Linked DNA regions of Danio rerio: region 2 is linked to region 1. A link is a contact called in public Micro-C data. All regions are on one chromosome and are shown on one strand. The core of a region is the stretch at or near the end of the contact, and the rest is flanking DNA. Distances in the headings are between cores, read along the strand shown. Region 1 holds the start of prkcbb (protein kinase C, beta b). Region 2 overlaps prkcbb (protein kinase C, beta b).

Evidence for each region. Hi-C and Micro-C count contacts between places; a contact is called where the count stands out from the background.
Region 2: a Micro-C map of caudal fin shows a contact between it and region 1, with 9 times the contacts expected there. The contact joins the enhancer-like site here to the promoter of prkcbb in region 1. A contact is called at or near these places in 3 of 18 Hi-C or Micro-C datasets (caudal fin, embryo and an unstated tissue) and 1 of 4 datasets of contacts at active chromatin or transcription factors (caudal fin).

What each region holds. Positions count from the first base shown.
Region 1 is chr3:33,860,418-33,864,648 of GRCz12tu, reverse strand. It overlaps prkcbb (protein kinase C, beta b), which reads right to left and starts at 2,368. Exons shown (of 17, transcript NM_200978.1): 1 at 2,055-2,368. The coding sequence starts at 2,224.
Region 2 is chr3:33,950,572-33,954,802 of GRCz12tu, reverse strand. All of the region lies in intron 3 of prkcbb (protein kinase C, beta b), which reads right to left. Among named protein-coding and RNA genes, the nearest start is that of prkcbb, 90 kb to the right of the region's middle. Within about 2 kb of position 2,537, at least 6 of the 62 cell types and tissues checked have an H3K27ac peak or open chromatin away from gene starts, as enhancers often do.

The sequences.
Region 1 (4,231 bases), core at 1,119-3,618:
CTACAATTTACATCCTTTGTTTAGTTAAATCATTGTTTCTCAAAATTAAGGGAGCTCTTACTAAAACCACATTTTGGGTATAGGCGAGTCAGCTGAGCCCTAAAAAAAGAAGATGCCCATTAAAGAAACTGCCTCTGTAGACAGAAGGTACATACATTGCTCAGCATATACAAGTACACCCCTTACAAATCTATCTTTTAAATTCATATTTTTTATAGGAAGCTATACAATACTATATTTGTGCATAAACATTAGATTAGTCATAACTGAAGACAAAACTAGATCTATTATCTAACAAAAAAAAGAAAAAAAAACAAAAAATGAAAATATTTGCTTAAAATTTTGTACTTTGCAATTTCTTTTTTCAACATTTCGCTTAAATTTAATTGTATTACATTTCTATTTTTAAAGATGTTTGGTGGCTAAAATATTATTTTAATAAATATCTATTTAAGAAATCAATTTTGTTCAAACGCACCAAAATTGCCTATATTCACTGAGAAATGGAAAAAAATATTCATTTTCAAAATGGGTGTACTCAATTATGCTGCACATTGTAGGTCTAAAGGCAAAGTGGACAGTTTTACACCTGAGCTGTAACAGGTCCACATCCATGGAAAGCCACTTTGACATTTAAGGCCTCAATACACTTTTAAATAAAATCTAAAAAATCTTTTTTAATATGTTGTCACACATTAAAAAGAAAAAGAAAGAAAAGAAAATCAGGTCAAAGCTAAGTTTGTTACAAGCTCATTTCATGAAACAGCTTGTCAAAAGTGAGCTTTCCAGAAACATTTACTTAAGCAAGTAAACACCTTCAAATTACCAATAATCTCTGATAATTATGTAATAGGTAGGTGAGGCTCTGAGGCTCTGTTTTCTTAGACTTGAATATCAACATTTCATTTTATTCAATTCAGTAAATATTAAAATCTAATCTAATCCAATCAATACTGACCGTTTTTTATGCAAGGTTTCTAAAACTCGGCCCAGGAGGTCCAGTGTGCTGCAGTTTTTAGCTCCAACTTGCCTCAACACACCTGCAAGGATGTTTCTAGAATGCCTAGTAAGAGCTTGATTAGCTAGGCAAAGTGTGTCTGATTGGGGTTGGAGCTAAAATCTGCAGGACACCGGACCTCCAGGACCGAGATTGAGAATCCCTGCAAAGCAACATTATTGTAAGTGCTATTGCAAGCGTGACATGACTGTTTAAAGGGATATTTCACTGAAAAACTATGCACTATTTGCTCACCCTCAAGAGGGTTCCAGACCTTTATCTTTATTCTGTTAAACGCACAATAAAATGTTCTGAAGAATGTTCGAAATTGGTAGCCATTGACATCCATTGTAAATCAATGACTACAGGTTTTAAACATTTTTATAAATATTTTCAAATATACTTTGTGTTCAAAAGAAAGAGGCTCAAACTAATTTGAAACAAATGGAGGACAAGTAAATTAATGATGACTGAATTTATGTTTTAGGGTGAACTATCGATTTATGTGTCAAATTTATCCAAATGTAAACATTGCTAAGTATAGACGCTTTCTTAGCTGTTGTTTTCTTTTGCAGCAGTAATTTTAGTTGCGTGTTCATCTTTTTTGCAAAAAAAATCCACAATATTCATCTAAATTCCACAGTCGGCTGTGCGAATTTCATTTAGATCTTCATATAAAATCTTAAATTAATTTTAATTTAGAAAAGTAACAAGGTAAGTCTATCAGGGCCTTCAATTAAAAATAAATGAATTACAATTTATTAATGGTGGATTTAACATACTTTTTAGAAGAGATTCAAGTACTCTTCATCACTATATAAAAAAGTTAACCATCAAAAAAGTTAAATAAAAAGACTAATAAGTGCATAACCTACTAAGAATATAGCAATAGGCCTATGCACAATGCATATTGTCATGAAAACGTTTAAATAATAGTCCCTAATACATTCATTAGCAGCACAAATCAAAACTAATATCACAAAAAAACGAATTAGCCTTCCTATCTCACTGTTTTAACAGCTTGCCATACACCTTGCAAAGCCCGCAAACTCCTTACCAGATAAAGTCCGTGCAGTGGCTGCAGAAAGTAGGCTGCTTGAAGAAGCGAGCGATAAACTTGTGGTTCTTGACTTCGTGAACGTTCTTCTGTCTCAGGGCGCCTTGCCGGGCAAAACCCCTCATGGGTGCGCTCCTCTCCTCTCCATCGCTGTTCGCCGGCTCTGCCATTCTAAAAGCGGGGAAAGTTTGCACGAGCCTGGACACTGGAGTGAGTTGCGCACATGTAACGCAAAAGCTTCAGACTGCGATCAACTCTCAGGCGCGATGCTTCGCTTCCTTCTCCGCCCAAGTGCCTTCACCGGTACACTCTCTCTCTCTCTTTTCACACACACACACACACATACCCAGACACACACTGACGCGCTGTTACAAGACTCCTCCCACCCTCCCACTCATTTACCTTTGGCGAGCAGAGCTGATTGATAGAGATTCTGTCAAACCTCTTACGCATTTACATTAAAATCCGCTCGACAGCATTACGAGAAGGAGACAGTGTGGAAACATTTACGAGCTGATGAATTATGAGGCTCGTGAACATTTATAATTGAAGGGAATCTGCCAATCATGCTGCCTTGTTGATACTGAATATGGAGTAGGTCGGATGAACGCCTATTTGGGTTCAAACTTAAAGGTGCAGTCGGTATTTATTTTTTGTAATTAAACTGTTCTACTCTTAAACAAAGCGTTTAGGTTTTAGAGATAACGTTATAAACATTTACTGCCATGAGAGATAAAGATAAGTGCTGGGGGAAAAAGGGTGATTTTATTCTGCATGGAGCGGGTCGCCCCCTCATGGGCATTTTACATGTTGACATCACATGACCGGTTGTACAAAACGCACCAAAACGGTACTTTAATTTGCATAGCTTGTAAGAAAAAATAAAAGGACATGAGTGAATATGAAAAATAATTCAGGTAACTAAAAGTCCTCGATCATTGATTAAACTGGCATGAGTACAAGCCAGTTACACATAAAACAGTGCACCCTAATAATCTAATTCATTTCAGAACTGCACATTCATTTGTGAGGACTAATATTAGTAAATCATGTTAAATCATTACCTTGCACAATAATATGATCTCATCTCTCAACTCTATTTTAACTGTTTTTCCGGGGCCGTGTTGCAGAGGCAGCAGTCTTAGGAGAGAACCCCATATTTCCTCCAGCTCCTCCGGGGAGATCTCGAGACATTCCCAGGCCAGCCAAGAGACAAAGTCCCTCCAGCGTGTCCTGGATCTTTCTCGAGGCCTCTTCACAGTGGGACTTGCCTGGAACACCTCTCTAGGTAGGCACCCAGTAGGCATCCGAAACAGATGCCCAAGCCACCTCAGCTGACTTCTCTCGATGTGAAGGAGCAGCGGCTCTACTCTGAGCTCCTCCCGGGTGACAGAGCTCCTCACCCAATCTATAAGGGTGCGCCCTTACATCCTGCATTGGAAACTCGTTTTGGCTGCTTGTGTCCGAGATCTTGTTCTTTCGGTCATGACCCAAAGCTCATGACCATAGGTGAGAGTAGAACGTAGATTGACCGGTAAATCGAGAGCTTTGCCTTTCGGCTCAGCTCCTTCTTTACCACAATAGACTGATATACTGACCCCATAACTGCTGTCGCTGCACCAATACACCTTTCAATCTCACATTCCATCCTTCCTTCACTTGTGAACAAAACCCCAAGATATTTGAACTCCTCCACCTGGGGTAAGGACTTTCCTCCAACCTGGAGAGTGCAAACCATCTTTTTCCGGAAGAGCATGATATGATCGTAAATTATCACTTATAATAACATATTTTTTCAAGCATATAACCTGGATTGGGCAAAAATACATTGAAATGTATTTTAAAATAAAATTCCAAATACCTTAATTTTAGGTGTATCAAAATAAACTATAAAATTCAAAATAAAATGCAGTATTTTTTTAAAAGTATTACAAATTACCTTTACAAAGGAGCATGACATTTCTTCGCAAATCGTCCATTAATTAGACCTATTCTATCAATCCCTTCGCTGTTAAACTGACTTAGTGTAGTAAACAATGTTTGATAGCAAATGTGGCCAGTAAAATTGCCATCATCTCTGCATAATGATTATTCAACCTCTTAATAATTAAAAAAATTGTTAAATAAAGAGTTAATTAATTTTTTTGTTCACAGAATCTTTCAGAAATCTTTTTTTT
Region 2 (4,231 bases), core at 1,288-3,787, 90 kb before region 1:
GGGAAAAATTCATGTTTCAGTTCTCTCCGGAGCATTTGGGATGAATGTTGGACAGCGTCTGTCTAACTGAGGATGTTATAAAATACATTTTATATCGAGTTATTAATGGAGAATTTTATATATGTGGTTTTATATTATGGATGTGTGCGCTCCCTGCGCTGGCTCCCTCCGTTAGTGGCAAGACCACTGGATTTCGATGCCAATAGTCAGTCGGCGAGTAAATGAATATGATGAATGAGAACACACAGGCATGTGCGTATAGACACACATTGTACTGCTGTACAGTAACGTGTCATTTGTTTGTTTTGGTTGTCCTAATTTTAATAGTTTCGTGATGATGTGATGGTGTGCTTTATCTGCCTGATTCCCGCTGAAGTGGGCGAATTGAGTGACGTTCGATTCGGGGGATGTTCAGGGGGCGGGGTTTGCGTGACGCGCTGCGAGCTACTAGCCCGACAGTGGAAACGCGACACGATTTCAGCCTCACTGCTCAACCTCCCGGGCGATTGGCCTGGCCTGGCCCGATAAAAGCCCTGGCTCACACTGGCCCGATAGTGGAAATGCCTCTAATGATCTTCTTGCTGTGAGGCGACAGTGCTAACCACTGAGCTACTGTGCCATCCCCACGTTTTTTCAACAATAACAACTTTAAAAAAATAAATAAATAAATAAAAAATAACTTACGTCTCCATTTAATTATGAACATTTATTGAAACTGTCACATTCTTCACATTCAACATTCATTCAACAAACGTCATGTTAGTTGCCTACTGATAAAATACTTTATGGATTGAAATTCAACTTTTGTTACTTGAAAAATATTATTGACAAAATAACAGTAATAAATTATTTTAATAAATACATGTAAAACCATGAGAAACAAGTAGATGATTGTAATACCCTATTGTAGATCTTGTAACACTATACTGTGCTGTTTCGGATCATTGCAGATTCACTAAATGGAATGTAGCTGTTGTCAAACTACTGTACAAACTTCTGCTACTGTACAAAGCAAGCTGCTGTACAAACTTGCTGGAGAAATTGGCTACTGGGAAAGTAGACATTGTTTTATAACTAGCTGAGCTACTGTCAAGCTGCTGAAAATGTAGTTATGCTATTTGAGCTAGACTCCAAAACACTGCACGTCATCAATCAATACATTTCCTCTGGTTGTAAAAACCATGTCAGATAATTACTGAAGTTAAATGCAGGCTGACTGTATCTCAAAGTTCACTCACCACCTTTGATTATTCCAATATGATTTATGTATTTATTAGTTTAAGAATGACTTTGTAAGAGTTGTAAGGGTGACAAATAATAACTTGACTTCTAGTTAATCTTTTGGAAAAGTGGCAGAAGGTAGATTTTTCAGACAATTTATCTGTTGAAGGGCATCACAATCATCACAAATACTGCAGAAGACAGATTAGAACTCACATGGACCCAAGGTTCTCACAGAAATACATCAAGTTTGATGAAAGAAAAATCATGGTTTTGGGTTACATTCAGTATGGGAGAGTGCGATAGACCTGAAAAGTGGATGGCAACATCAACAGCCTGAGGTATTAAGACATTTGTGCAATAAACGTAATCTAGAGGCCTTTGCCTTTTATATAAGACAATTCTGAAACCAAATGATCAACTAGAACTTGGATAGGTGACAAGACTTTTGTCAGGTAGCTTATAGTAGTCAATAATTGAAGTGGATCAAAAACTTATATTAGTTGTCCTGCATTTTTTTTTTTTTGTTCCACTTCAAACAATTAAATTATTCAGTTACATTTTTCAGAAAATGTTTTTCATATTTTATTTGCTGTCAATCAGAAAACATGTTGAGGAACAAACAATGAACAAACTGTCCAAAATTTGTGGCTGATCAGAGTACGATGCAACCCTTACAGAAAATGACCTACATTTCAAATTTATTTTAAAGAATATTTACCCCATAGTGTAAATTTCGTAGTGTAGCTGTGTACTGTGACATTGGATCCAATAATGTAGTCAAAATCTTACCCACACATGCGCTCAAACACACAGTGTGCAGGTGTAGGGTTCTATGATCACATCCTGCCCTCTTCAAAAGCAGATGCACTCATTTTAGGTGCTTTGTTCATCAGTGAACCCTTATTACAATTAAAAGCGAGAGCACAGAAACTCCAGTCTATTCATAGACGTCAAAGGCTGAGCAGCAAAGCCAACCGTCTGAATCTGATCAAAACCCACTAATCACAATAGTAATGTTCCTTTGTGGACATCACAGTAGATCAACCTGACCACACTGACCTTCGCATTTATATAGAAGGCTTCTTGAGCAGCCAATCAGCATATTAGACTGTCCCCTGTGTTACTAAACTCTGGAATAAAGATACCTAAAAATCTAAATTAATAAATTAAATTATAAAACACACCAAAGTGAAATATTCTGCTTGTCAATGATTGTAGATCAGATTCAATACTGGCCATATTTATACAGTAACTGATTGTACTGTTCTACATGTCTTACAAAATATGTAAAATGAGTGAAAACCATAACCTCATGGACAATTCCCCTAAAATATTTAGATTAGTTCTCAACAAATAAGGATTTACATTTATTTTTAAATTGCACTACAACATCCGGAATATGAACAGAAGCTTCTTCAGAGAGGGAGTGGTGTGTTTGGATTGGCTGAAACTTTTCATGCAAGAAGCTCACAGTTCGGTCTGACAGATGCAGCAGTTTGGGGAAACATACAAATAAACCACAAAGCACTCACAGGAAACGACATGTGCTGCACAGGAAAGCTGCAGTTTCAGCTTCCATATTAACATTATATTTGACAGCTCAGTCTACTCGCTTATAGTCTGATCTTCTGCAAACACCTCTCTATAAACTCCTTCACTAAAGGGCTCAACATTCAGAAGTACTTTAACACACTATTCATTTCTGTCACTTTCTCTGTGCAGAACAAATACTCATAAAGGTCTCCAACTTGGTCAAATTCATTGTGTACTGTAACTATGTAACTATTGGCCACAAAAGTGTCAAAAGTAAACCTTCCGGATACCAGAATAGTTTGATAAAATCTGTCTTCTGATAAAATCAACTTTCCAGTTCAACCAATAGCGAGAGAGTACTAGTCCAGCAAGCAGGCTGAGCCAGAGAGTGTTTAGCCAATGCTATTTGTTAAAAGAAATTCAAGCACTTGCTAAAATGTGCAGACAACAACAGACGATGGTGTAAAACAATTACATGTTTAGGTTTTAGATGAGTTTCTAAACTTCGAGTTCTGAACATGTTTTTTTTGACACATTAACTCTTAATGTCAAGCCACATTTAAAGTAATAAACATGGTACAAACAGTGTGTTACATAGTAAAAGTGCAAGAATATGAATAATTGTAAAGCATGCACACATACATGTACATACATACAAGTAATGTATGTTGAAAGAGGTGTTTGTGAGGCCAGCAGGGGGTGCTCACCCTGTGGTGTGTGTGTGAGTTCAAATGCCCAAGTATCAGAGAGGGTTCTGAATGCAGACTTGGTGCAGTTGCAAGATGAGCTGCATGCAATGCTTTTTAATGTGCACACGTAACCCCACCCCTAACCCTACCCTTCATAGTGACGTCAGTAGCAACATTGAGTGCATCGTGTCTGACATTGCATGTCTGAGATATGCAGTCTCAGCTTGCAAATCCAAGTCTGCATCCCGATACTACTGGAGAATTGTGAATTGTGATCAATACTATTAATGAGCACTGTCTTTTGAATAAGGCGTTATACCATAGTCCAGACTTACTGTGGTCATGAAGGGTTAACTGGTCAAATTGCCTCCCTCAGTGCAAACCCATCATGGCCATCATCACAACCTCTCCTCTCCACCTGCATCTGGTGTGTGGTGAGTGCACTGGCACCGTTATCCTGTGGCTGCATTTGGTAGTAGAAGTGACTTATATGAAAGACAAAGGCCTCTAGATTACGCTTAATTTCCCAAAATAAAATATGACCATGCTTTGATTTTTAATTATTTAATTAGAACAGTAAGGTCTGACTTTGCTTAGACAAAAGTCTTTTCATGTAACAGAAATAATTTAGAGTTTAGAATACATGGCATACAAAGGGTTCTTGCAGGACTCTCAGAGTTCTGCCCCCCCAATCTCACCCTAGACGTGCTCAATAATGTTCATGTATGGTGTCTGGGCTAGCCAATCCTGGAGCACCTTGACCTTCTTTGCTTTCAGGAACTTTG